Linked DNA regions of Rattus norvegicus: region 1 is linked to region 2. Evidence: chromatin contacts called from public Hi-C data. All regions are on one chromosome and are shown on one strand. Each heading gives the region's core, a stretch centred on a gene start, on an enhancer-like site or on the middle of the called end of the contact. The rest is flanking DNA. Distances are from core to core; before and after follow the strand shown.

Region 1 (6,191 bases), core at 2,364-4,863, 43 kb before region 2:
ATGGAAATGCAGTCTAATTAAGGACAGGTGCCAAGAAACGTCAAAGCAAAGCGAACACTAGGGGGCAGCAAACTGTTGAGGATTGTACCGGGCAATCAACTCAGACACAAGACTGATGAGGATATGAGACTGTATTCACTCATTTTGCTCTAAGGACTAGAGATAGAATTCAGGAAGTCATCTGCTAAGACACACCCCAGCCTCTTGTATATTTCTAATGTGAATTACACTGTAATGAAAGATGGCTTAAAATTAAATCACTGTGATCAAAAGCTGCTCTAATTGCCTCTGTTTCTCTTCCAGTTGCAATTGTCTTTCTCTAACATTGGTCCAAAGCACTGTGACAGAGTCCTTTTGATACAAAACTCAGTACTTCCACTTCTGAGGTAGGCACCACATGGATGACTAGTATTTTTACCCAAATGATTTTAAGTCTATGCTGAGTTTGAACTGAAAGTGTCATGGCATAGGGATTCGGGTAAAGGCTTCAGGAATCTGGCTTTGTAAAGAAACCAAAACATACACAGGTAAGTACAGGAAAGAAGTGGAGAAAAGGCAAATCAGCTATTACATATCAGTTACAAATTTAAAAGATGTATCCTCTCAAAGGACTAAGGAGTAGAAACCATTCAGTATCATCCTAGGGTTAATCAATTATCAGGCAAAAAAGAGGGAGGTTTGGGGGTTTCCTAGAGCAATGCTTGCATGCTAAACATTAGGCCTTCTCAAAGTACTTCAACCAGGGTTTAAAGTCTGCTGAGAGCCGAGGGTAACCTCAAAGACTGAGGAAGGTGATCTATGAGTTCCAGGCACACCTGAGCTACACAGGGACGGCACTGAGAAAAACCAAAAGTCTGGACAAAAAAGCGGGATGAGGACAGTAGTTTACAATCTATTAGTGGACTAAGGCTATAAGAAGGAAGACCTAATGCAGGCAGCGCCTCGTTATAAAATCTACAATGTTCTGGGAACTAAAATGCAGGGATTGTGTCTTGATAGGCCTCGGTCAAACTCAACCTCAGGGAAAAGGTTGTAAAATTACCTTCGGTCTAAGTACACTGGCTCATACAAATTAAACGTTGAACTCATGTTTAGAATTGGGTCCTTGACCAAGAAATTCTCCATTATTTAATATATCCAAGTATCTCCCAACTCACAACCAGAAGTTGGCGACACTTCCGGTCCTGAACACTTCGTGAAAAGGGTATTCACTTGCATAGCTCGTGATACATACACTTAAGCTTGAACATCTCCATTATCTGCAGTACTAACGATTAAGCCTAGATTTGTGCAAACCCCGGGTAAGTTTCCTACCACTGAGTTATTTTACTTAACTTTTAAGACAAGCTCCGGGACGCGAACTTGCCAGCTTCCTTCCTCAGTCCCCCGTAGCTGGGTTTATGTCTGTGCCTTATGTACCACCCGAGAAATTCTCTTTCAAAGTAGCGCCAAAACCATTTATTCTTGAACATGGGTTCCTAACCATGATTAGTTGAAAGAATTCAGTTTTGTCAATTTGGGGAGAGATTAAAACCACTGAAATTCAGTTACTTTCTAGTGAGGAAGTAACTTCCTGTTTCTAGGCCAAAATCAGTGATACAAAAACACTTAAATCCTTCAAGTATAGTTTTTAATTCTTGCTAGTTTAAAGTTAGTCATTATTAGGCAGGCCAGTACAGTTGATATTTAATGTTTTATTAAAGCATGGTTTACTCCATCAAACCATGTAGTTTCCCCATAACTGTTTCAAGGTAAATCAACAACTATAGAGATGTATCCTTACCTATCTAAAGTCACGATGAAAAACCCTTCAGTCTAGAAGACATAAAATGTTAAAAAATGCCCACCAGCACATTTTATTTCCTTCACAGCATTTCACTGATGTCTTTCGCCCTGGTGTAACGTCCAAAGCACACCGGAAGTGGGGGTGTGGGGGGTGGATTCCCAAGGTCCAGGAGAAATGACTCACAAGGTAAGTGTAGAATAGGGGAATCCTGACATTACTCTGTACACCGCAGTTTTGCTTTGTTTAGGCTTCCCAACGGCACTGTTACAATTCTAAGCCTCCAGCTCTTGTATTACTTTTTTCTTAATTATCGTTAGATACACATCCAAAAAGAAAACATACAAGAAACCTGTCACCCGCTAGTTACCGCACTTAACAATGGAGACATAAATGTAAGTTTCTAGAAGACGGTAGGTTGTACTGTCTGTTAACTCATGCTTTGTGTCACTTGGAGCAGACACTTTGGTGAAGGACCCTTCCAAATCGGTGGTGGGGCGTCCTGCGGTGAGATTTCTTCCACGTGCCCAGCTCCTTAAACTCGGCCCATGTGGACAGGCTCCCACGTGAACGCGTCTTCTCAGAAGCCGCAGGAAGCCCTTCCACGTCACGCCACCCGACGCCTCGCCAGGCTGGGGAGTTCCGAAGACCCCCCAAGGGAGGAGCGAGGCGTGGAGCGGATGCGGACCCCGCGGCGGGCCGGCCACTTCCCTCCGCTCCCAACCGCGCCCACGCCGCCCTACACCCTGGTGCCCGGGAACAAAGCCCGCGGCCGGGCCACGGTCGTCTCACGACCAGGGCTCGGGGACCGGTGGACTGCGCCACAGCTCCCGCGCGCTCCATCGAGCCTTTTCGGTTGGCCCGGAGCTGAGCGGCCGCCGTCCGTTACCCCCCGCAGACGAGCCCCTGGGACCTGCCTCGGGTCCCGGGTCCCCGTACGGCGGCCGCGGGAAGCCCGCGCAGCCCTCAACAGGCGCCACCCGCCCCGCGTCCCCGCAGCAGGCCGAGGGACACGGGTCCCCACCGCCGCCCGCGGCGCACTCGGCTGGTCCCAGCCCCACGCGCTGCTCTCCTGCTCGCCGCCACCGCCTGCAGCAGCTGCGAACACACGAGCCCCAGCCCGGAGGCCCCGGTGCCAGCCCCAGCCCGGCCTCCCCTGCCGTCCCGGGACTCCCAGGCTCCGCCGCGCACGGGGCCGGTTCTGGGGGAGGGAATGTAAACAAATCGGGGTTTTATAGTTACCTCACACTCGAGTGCCGTGTGCATCTCCTCTCCGCTCGGTACCAAACCCCGGCTGCACCCAGTCGTGTATTCTCCAAAGCCGCCTGCGCTATCTGCGTCGCGGAGCCTAGTGCGCGAGCCGGCGCTCTACGCCGGCGGCGCACTCAGTCTGTTCTGGCGCCCTGCGCAGCCGCACCCTGGCTGCCTCAGCTCTACGCCAGCGGCGCACCCAGCCCTCTCGGGTGCCCTGCGCAGTCGCACCTCGGCCTGATCAGCGCTACGCCGGCGGCGCACTCGCAGCGTCCAGCCATCCACTTCGCGGACGCGCCTGGCGTAGGAGAGCCGCGGCACCGGGGGAGCTACACCGGCAGGCGGAACTGGAAGAAATTATATCTACGCAAGTTGCGGAGCCCTGTAGCTCCGCGCTAGTTTTGTTCGGAGAAAGGACTCCTTGGGGGCAGTTGGGGCGGCTTCTAACGCATGCGTGGAGCGGCCTTGGTCGCCTCTCCTGGCCTCGCACGTAGGTTGCTGAGGCCTTGGGCTAGCGGATGAGACATAGAAGCCCGGAAAGCGAGCGTCCTAGGCCAGAGTTTCGGAGAGATCAATTAGGTTTACTGATCTGTACGCGGGTTAAACAACTATATTAAATTAACTCCGCCCCCTCTGCCCCAGCAACCGTGCCAGTCTGGGCAAAACTAAACTTTGGTGCTTTGTGCAAAGTGTTTTGCATAACTCCCCCCACCGCACCCCCATTTAAAGAGCACTTACAATGGGTTTTCCTGAACAGAAAGGTGTTGACTTTAAAAGTGTCACGTAATTATGATAGCTTTGGGTACCCATCCAAGGACTTTCCCCAACCTTAACTACTGGAACAGTTTTACACCCAAAGGCAAGACCCCGATCCACCCAGCAACACCGGTGGACTCATGCCTACATCCTGCCGGTTCTTGCATCCCTTTGCTCACACCGCCATTCTCAATGGCCTCCTCCCCTCTTAAGCAACTAACAACCCACAATTTTCTTAAAAGGAGGCTGGGCAAACCTTTTGCTTCATTATTCATTGCTCTGCTTCCTGGCTTTTAATTCATGTCTAGGCTTATTTGTATTCTGCCCAGAAGCCTGTGTTTCTGTATTCAAGCTGAGCGCACTTACTAGTGAAAGTGAATTCTGGGGGTGGGTGCTTTATGGACCAACAGGGTGCATATAACTCTGAGCAATAGTAATTGCCAGCTTTATGTGTCAGGTACCTTCAACATGCTTTCCATGTATATTAATTTAATACTCCTAACAGACTGAAGAATGATTACCCAGGAAGTAAAGTCCTAGGGAATAAGGAACTTGCCTGAGAGAACTGAGGAGAGGCATAGAGAGGCATAGAGAGCCAAACCTATTCAGCATGGCTACCGCGGCCTGTCTGGCAGCCTCGAACTCCTTGAAAGAAGCTGTTTGCCTTTTGTTTTTACCTGTGTATGAAACAGCTTCCAGGTGCTCAATAAATATCTGACTGAAAGCACATTGAGCTTCTCATATCCCTCTTTCTCTCACATGGAGAAGCCAACCAATCCATGACCTAACTCCGGCTGCCAAAGGAAGACATTCTGAGAAGTCATGAGGCCTTGCCCTTAGTGGAAGAAGATGGTGGAGTGACCACAGTCCTCAAACCCAGGAGTTAATCTGGGGATTACACAAACAGTAATGACTTCAGTTATACAGGATTTATCAGTAGATCCTTTTGGTGCAAAGCATAAAAATATCCAAATTGCCGTGATATTTTAAGGCTTGTAATTATCTGATAAAACACATTGTCAACTTCTTTAAAATATATAACACCTTCCAAACAAGCTAGAGCTCTTGAGCCAGTGTTCCCAGCACCACCAGTGTTTTGGGGATATTTGCTTACAAACCAAGTGTTCACCTGGTTTGCACAGGTTTATCTAAATACTCGGTTAAACACTGAAGTGTGGCCATGAAAAGCAATCAACAGCCACAGCCGTTAGTGGGATTCTTCCATACTCCCCAATCTCTCACGGTCCTTTCAAAATTTTCCAGAATTCCACATTGTGGCAACTAGAGGGCTAAAGCTTCAGTCACAGCATTATTTCATGTATATGTATCTGAAATTTAAAGGTACCCGTTTTACCTCTATGAGGCAGTATAAGGAACCCAACGAACCCTTTAGTTCTTCCAAGGATTAGAAAAGAGCCAACTATAACAATGGAAATATGAATCACAGCCCACCTTGGACTTTAACTGTCACTAAGGGAAGCCCACGGCGGAGGCCCAGCTTTCCTTCTAATTTTGGAGAAAGTGCTTCCCATCCACAGCACAGTTACGGTGGTAATGAAATCTACAAAGGGCAGGACAGAGTCCACGGAATCAGACCTTTCCAACTCAGCTGTTCTCTTCATGAATCAAGATTACTAATAACGAATGATTTAAAAAAACAAAACTACTTGAATTCGGTTGAATCTAAACACTGATTTTCCGAATAGGTTTGGATCAGCCTAGAGAAATCATTAAGAGAAGAAGAGTAAACGGAGTGCAAACCAAGGCACCGAGCACAGGAATAGATATTTAAGACCTGGGAAGGGAAGGTGTCAGGGACCTATAAGCACAGATCTGAATGTAGGCTTCAAACTAACAGTTACCCATCATTTCTAGAGGCTCTGTATTCATACTTGAGGGTGAAATCCCAGCTCTGCAGATCTTCCTGTTTCTCAAGAGCAAGACTTAGTGTCTGAAAAGCCAACTCTTTGACATAGCACAGGAAGATAGGCCAACATAGCCTCAGTAAGGGACAATTTTGACTGATTGCTGGGCCTGGGACATTAGGTAATAATGTCAGAGATCTGCAGAGGCAGACTGAAGCTATGAAAAAGCACACATTTAAGCACTCCCCACCCAGAAACAGAAAACTGGCTTCAGCATGATGTGCGAAGTTGACTATTCCATTAAAATAGCTGCACCCTGTCTCTGGTCACAGTGCTACTAGGAGAAGGGCTTTCCTCTGTTGCTGAGGCAGGAGCCATAGCAGAGAAGCTGTAGAGCTGCCTCAGATTCACTCCAGCATGCCTTCAGAGTAAAATGACCCGACTCATGAGAAAGAGGAGCATTCGCTCAGAAGAACGAGTGAAAGCAAAGACCCATGTAACATCCAGAGGGTTTCCCGTACCAAACCTATTTATTA
Region 2 (5,935 bases), core at 962-3,461:
TTGTATGAACTGACTCTATGTGAATGTGTTTGGGTGTGATTGGTAACTACTTCTATTTTAGTCATTAAGGTTTTTCCTCTTGGTCCTCATCTTGGGTGATGCTAGTACATTAATATACCCAAAATTTGCTTGCTGCTACTCTAGAGGATGAATGTTGTGGGGTGTTTGGGGGAGGAGGAGCATGTCTGTCATTTGTATTGATCCCTGTATGACTGAAGGTGCTGTTACTCAGAAGTAAAATAGTAAAATATTCAGCCGCTTAACCCACGGCATATGCTTTGCTAAGCCACTAACCACACAACAAATGAAAAACAAGGAAAACTTACCCTTTAAAGAAAGTCTCAGAAGATGTTGTCTGTTCTTTGCCTCTATTTTAGCTCTCTCCAGCTCAGGTGTCAGTTACAGAAGTCTCTTGGATCTGGGAACTAGGCAGACACAAGTAGAGGTTTAAAGCAAATCCCTCCACCTAAATTTACACTGATTTAGATCAGCCAGTTGCCACGGCTTTGCATAAGATGCATCTCTCGAATGATGCTTAGTAACCTTACCCAGCCAGCAAGCAACTTAGGGTTTCTTCTTTTTTAAACCTCCAAGTTGTTCTTACTGTTCTTTTTATGCTGGATAATTTTCAGAGCTTTATTTCCGACTTCCATATTTAATGTACTTTAATTCAGCCTAGCAATGATCTCCATATACATTCATCCATGAGCTCATCCTTCCCTTAGGACTTACACAGGTAGCAAGGACCAAGTTGGCATTTGTTATTACTTTCTGGCAATTACAAGTCTGACTTCATAAATACCTTTATTTCTGCACTTGCATCCAAAAGTTTCAGGAGACAGTGTGGTTAAGTAAATAAAACAAGGACTTTTGGACTCGTCCTTTTACAGTGCCCTGATTGTTGTAACTAGAAGCACCTACATTCTGACTTTCCCTCTTCACATGGCCCTTCTCCAGCATTCCACCTTTAAATGAAAATTATGCTTTTAAAATCTTGCAAGTTTTATATAAGTTCCAACAGAGTGAATTATATACTCAATTTGAATATAATATTTTGTATGATTTGCACAGTTGAATAAAAATACAGTTTACATTTAAAAACAAAGGATTTGACCATGTATTAGTTTTTTCTTTTTAAGAAGAGAGAATGATAAAAGAGATGGAAGAGAATTAATCCCCAGGCCCCAGTGAACTCAATTGTAAATGCTTCTTTCAAGGCCATAGTCCTTGGAGAATGTTGAGCAAAATGATAATAGATTCCACCTTCTAATTCCAACAACTCAGAAGAATGATCTAACCCAATGCAAAGTTAAAAGACTTAAGCAGACATTTCTCAAAATAAGATCTACGTCTAGTAACAGGTGTATGTGAAAAGTCTTGATTAGCAATTAGTCTTCAGAAAACTGTTAATTGAGACCATAGACTAAAATCTCAAGCCAGTTAGAATGAATAGTATTTAAAAGATGAGAGGAAAGGAACACTGGCAAAATGAAGAAATGAAAACTCTCCTGCACAGATGGTGGGAGAGCCCCACCATGACGGAGAACAGTGTGGAAATTCAAACAAAACAGAGAGAGAGAGAGAGAGGAAGAAGAGGAGGAGAAAGAGGAGGAGGAGGAGAAGGAGGAGGAGAGGAGAGGAGGAGAGGAGAGGAGAGAAGAGGAAAAAAAAACAGCCAAAGGCATCTAGAAGAGTCCAGACTTAACTGGGCCATGAGAGGAGAGAGAGGTGGAGAGAGCAAGAGAGGAAGAGAAGAGAAGGGAAGAGGAGAGGAGAGGGAGAGGGAGAGGAGGGGAGGGTATGGAAGTGTGTGTGTGTGTGTGTGTGTGTGTGTGTGTGTGGAGAGAGAGAGAGAGAGAGAGAGAGAGAGAGAGAGAGAGAGAGAGAGAAGTTCAGTGAGGCAAAAATAGCTGATTTATATAAGCATGAGAAGCTGGGGGAAGGGAGCCAAAGTCCCTTGGGCTGGAGAAGTTTGATGGGGGTGGGGGGAGCAGGAGAAGGTGAGGGAGCAGGTGAAGGTGGGGGAGGGTGAGAAGTGCTGAGAGGAGACACAGATACTGAGTGAACCCTGAGGCTAAGCGGGCACTTCTGGTATGTTAATAGCCACCTTTGTCACAGGTTCTTTTGGGAAGTGACAGAGCCTTCCTGGAAGAAGCACTTCTCTGTTCATGGGTTGTGAGAGTTTATAGCCTCACTCTACTTCCTGTTGGTTCTTTCTCCTTGTGTTTGACACTGAAGTGTGATCTCTCAACTTCCTCTTCAGCTGCATGCTACTATGCCTCCCCTACAATCATTGTCAGCCAAAAACAACCTCTTCTGTAAGTGGCTTCTGATTGTGGTATGTAGTGAGAATTTTGGTTTCCTTAAAAGCCCAGTTATGTTATGTGAATATGTTTTTATTTTAATCCCAGGTGTGGGATATGGGACTGCTTTAGGTTATCCTCTGCCATTATGGTTATCTCATGCTCTAGGAGGGGCATGACTTTTGTCAGCTGCAGATAGTTTATGTTTGGAACTCTGGGGACCCCGGAGAGAGTATAAATTGAAGACCCCTAGAGCGCCTGTGATGGCTGCTGCTCTCCCTACTGCGGCTGGTCCCTGCTGCTACTCATTCTGATGCAGAGTTTGCTATTGCTGATTTGCAGGTTGGAGAAATTCTGACAACAAAGACTGGCCACCACTAGTCAACAGGAAGTATTCTAAAGAGGTATATGTCCCCCTTGTCCCTCTAGCCTTCTTTCTCTCTTTCCTAGTGTTGGGGGTTGGAAGGGATTAGGGTAGAGTAAGTGTTGAAAGGGGAGTAGATATAAGAACCCAATAAAGTAGACTCTCCCTTCCCCCCAAATAACACCTACAATAGTATTTCAACACAGTCATGGAAAAGTGATAGATTTGCAAAAGCCAAAACATGGGTGGAGTCAAACTAAGTATTCACCTGAGTTGAAGAAAGTGTCTCAATATCATAATAGTATTTACATTTGAAAACTATCCAGCTTAAAAATGGGAATCTTATCTTCTACGACAACATGCATGAACCCAGAGAACACTCTGCTAAGAATTCGCCAAGTATAGAACAGCAAATGCTATGAATTCTACTTCCACATGGAGCCTAAGAGACTCATCATCAACAGTAGAATGACTGTGTCCAGAAGTTGAGGATGGGGTTACTGGGAAATGTAAAGCTGACATCAAATCATACATTTGTAACCAGGCATGGTGGTGCATGACTTCAATCACAGCTCAAGGAGGTAGACAAAGATGGATCTCTATGAGATCAAGGCTGGCCTGGTCTGCAGAGAAAGTTCCAGAATTGCCAGGGCAACTTAGAAAGACTGTCTCCAATACACTTTGCTGATCTCCTGGAATGAATAGTAACTATAATAAATAATAATCTGTCGCATACTTCAAAGTTGCTCACAGGTATAGTTAAACAGATTTCCAGTGCAAAATCCAAATATTGAAACAATGAACCAATTAGCTTCATTTAATTATTTCATAATATGCACATATGTCAAAACATGATTACTCCATATATTTACTATTTGTGAATTTTAAATATTATCTGCTCTGCCAGCTATAAAGTCCTCCCTCATTTAAATAATCATTAAACACTTCCTTTGTGGGGTTTTTTTTCCTTTGTCTTATTTCCTCATTAGGATTCTGCTTCATTTTCTTCTGCTGAAAGAACCTAGCCCAGTCCTTTTAAGGATGTGGAATAAATGTTTCCTAAATTAAAATAAATGGCTTGACCTTGCTCAGGATCCCTTTGTCTAGTACACAGAAAAAGAAAATCCCTATCTCTGCGCTTCAACTTCACAGCACACTGTTAGAGCAGATGGCCCCGGCCAAGTGCAGGACTATTTTTTTCAACTGAAGACCTCAAGATGAAGCTCAGTGTGGTAGTGCATTTCTGTACTCCCAGCACTTGGGAGGTGGAGGCAGGAATATCACGAATTCAAGGCCAACCTTTGATATATAAGAGGCTAACTTGAGCTACGAGAAACACACACACACACACACACACACACACACACACACACACACACACACACACACACACATACACACCTCAAAAACAAAACCAAAAAAAAAAAAAAAAAGGAAAGTAACACTCAATATGAGCAGAGCTTAGAACTGAATGGGAAAGAACTCACACAAGGGGAGGACGTATTTGTGTGACTTTTAAATTCTTTACATTTAAATTTCTTTAAATCCCTATACTCTGGGGAGTATAGGTAATTACAGAGAACAAGTAAAATGCATGACGTTCAACATAGTTTCCACCTAAGTTTGTTTTCAGTTTTGTCTATGTTGATGCGTCAGTGCAGAAGACCAGTGAATCCCTGGGCTGCATATCTTCCTTGCTACCTCACAGTCAGCTGTAGAGTTGGACTAGACTGCCTCCATATTTTTACCTGTACAGTTGGGGTGGGACAAGGAAGGGAGAAATGGAATACATGAGGATGAAATTCTACCATGTTCTCTGTATCTCATTCTCTGTTCTCCTCACTGCCAGGTGAGCTATCAAACATTACCGGGCAGTTGGGAGGTTGGTGTACAAGTTTGGTTAAGAAAGAGGCAATATATTGGTATTTGTCTTATACTAAAGTTCAAATGACCTTATTATATCATGATCTTGTTAGGAACAATTGCAGCTAGATTCTGATCCTGCCTGACTTGTTCTATATCATCAGAGCCTTCAACATTCGTGTTTAAAAGAATGACTAAATTAGGAGCTGAGGGTACAGCTTGATAGTAAAGAGTTGCCTAGCATTCTCAAAACCTTGGGCTTGAGGCCTGAGTTCTATTTTTAGCACCAAACAAAGCAAAACGAAGTACCCCAAGTGAGCAAACAAACAATAAAATGCACGCTTTTAACTTCCAAAGCAATTTGCATATGTTAAAATGATATATCTTCTGCAACTCCCATAAAGGTCCACTTAGTGAGAGTGTGTGTAGTAGAATATAATTGAATAGTAAGCATGAACAGTATTTTGGTTTGAAGAGGAGTTGCCTGTGTTTCTTCCTGGGGTTCGCTAACATTCTCAAACTGCCTGCTCAGCTCTGTATCCAGCGCTTTCAAAGCAAGAAAGCAAAAGAGATTGAATTATTAGAAGCTGCTAAAATTGAGGAGTGAAAATAATTTCACTTCAATCATTTTCTTCTCCAGTTAAATTCTAAGTACAAATAAAAAATTCCCTAGCCTGGAAGACAGTAGTGAACTCTATGACTAGATCCTGGTGTGGTTGAGGGTAAGGCACAGCCTACCTCTGGCTCAGGACCAAATTCAATATGGACAGGTAGTTTCCTGTCTATGTTAGACTCTAGAGTATGGCAGTGAAGGAGTGGAAGTAATGAGAGGGGAATTTACTAGATTAGGGCCCGGGAAGAAATGGACTCCACTACTGACTGTAAGGTTCAGAAGTAGGCTGGGTCAAGAGGCTAAACCTTAAGGCCCATTTGCATGCCACTCTCTTGCCCACTCTACTGTGCTCAGAGTAAATAAATTTGTTTTATAGTGCACTTTGGGGGACGTAAGGGCCATGAGGTAAGCCTTGATACTGCCACATTGTTGATAACGTAGCTCATATACATCCATATGCTGTTTCTTTCGACATAAAATAGGAGAATGTTTGCCTGTTTCCTGGGTACTTGTGCAGGTTAGGCAGCACAATGGGCAGCGTTCTCTGAGGAATATCAGCCGGTCACAATGACACTTCATCTGCTCAGCCTCATCCGGAAGGAGAAAGCACGAGGAAAGGCCATGTAGCCTAGGAAGCTGGATGGCCGTGTCTCTGGAGCAAGGACATCTGGTGTTCATCCTCTGTCTTGTTTTGTGCTTATTCTGTTTCCTCATTGTCAGAGGCTGCTTCATTCAACAAAAGTTCAACAAATGTGGCTTCTGTGTCCTCAAAAGTGGACTGGCTGTGTGTTG

Evidence for each region. Hi-C and Micro-C count contacts between places; a contact is called where the count stands out from the background.
Region 1: a Hi-C map of liver shows a contact between it and region 2, with 2.5 times the contacts expected there. The contact joins the promoter of Slc39a10 here to the enhancer-like site in region 2. A contact is called at or near these places in 4 of 12 Hi-C or Micro-C datasets (kidney, liver and mammary epithelial cells).

What each region holds. Positions count from the first base shown.
Region 1 is chr9:62,402,855-62,409,045 of GRCr8, reverse strand. Slc39a10 (solute carrier family 39 member 10) reads right to left here and starts at 3,613. Exons shown (of 10, transcript NM_001108796.2): 1 at 3,026-3,613.
Region 2 is chr9:62,359,042-62,364,976 of GRCr8, reverse strand. All of the region lies in intron 2 of LOC120094685 (a long non-coding RNA gene), which reads left to right. It also overlaps a transcript of Slc39a10 not described here. Among named protein-coding and RNA genes, the nearest start is that of Slc39a10, 43 kb to the left of the region's middle. Within about 2 kb of position 2,211, at least 6 of the 93 cell types and tissues checked have an H3K27ac peak or open chromatin away from gene starts, as enhancers often do. A contact at or near this core is called in liver, where this site is marked.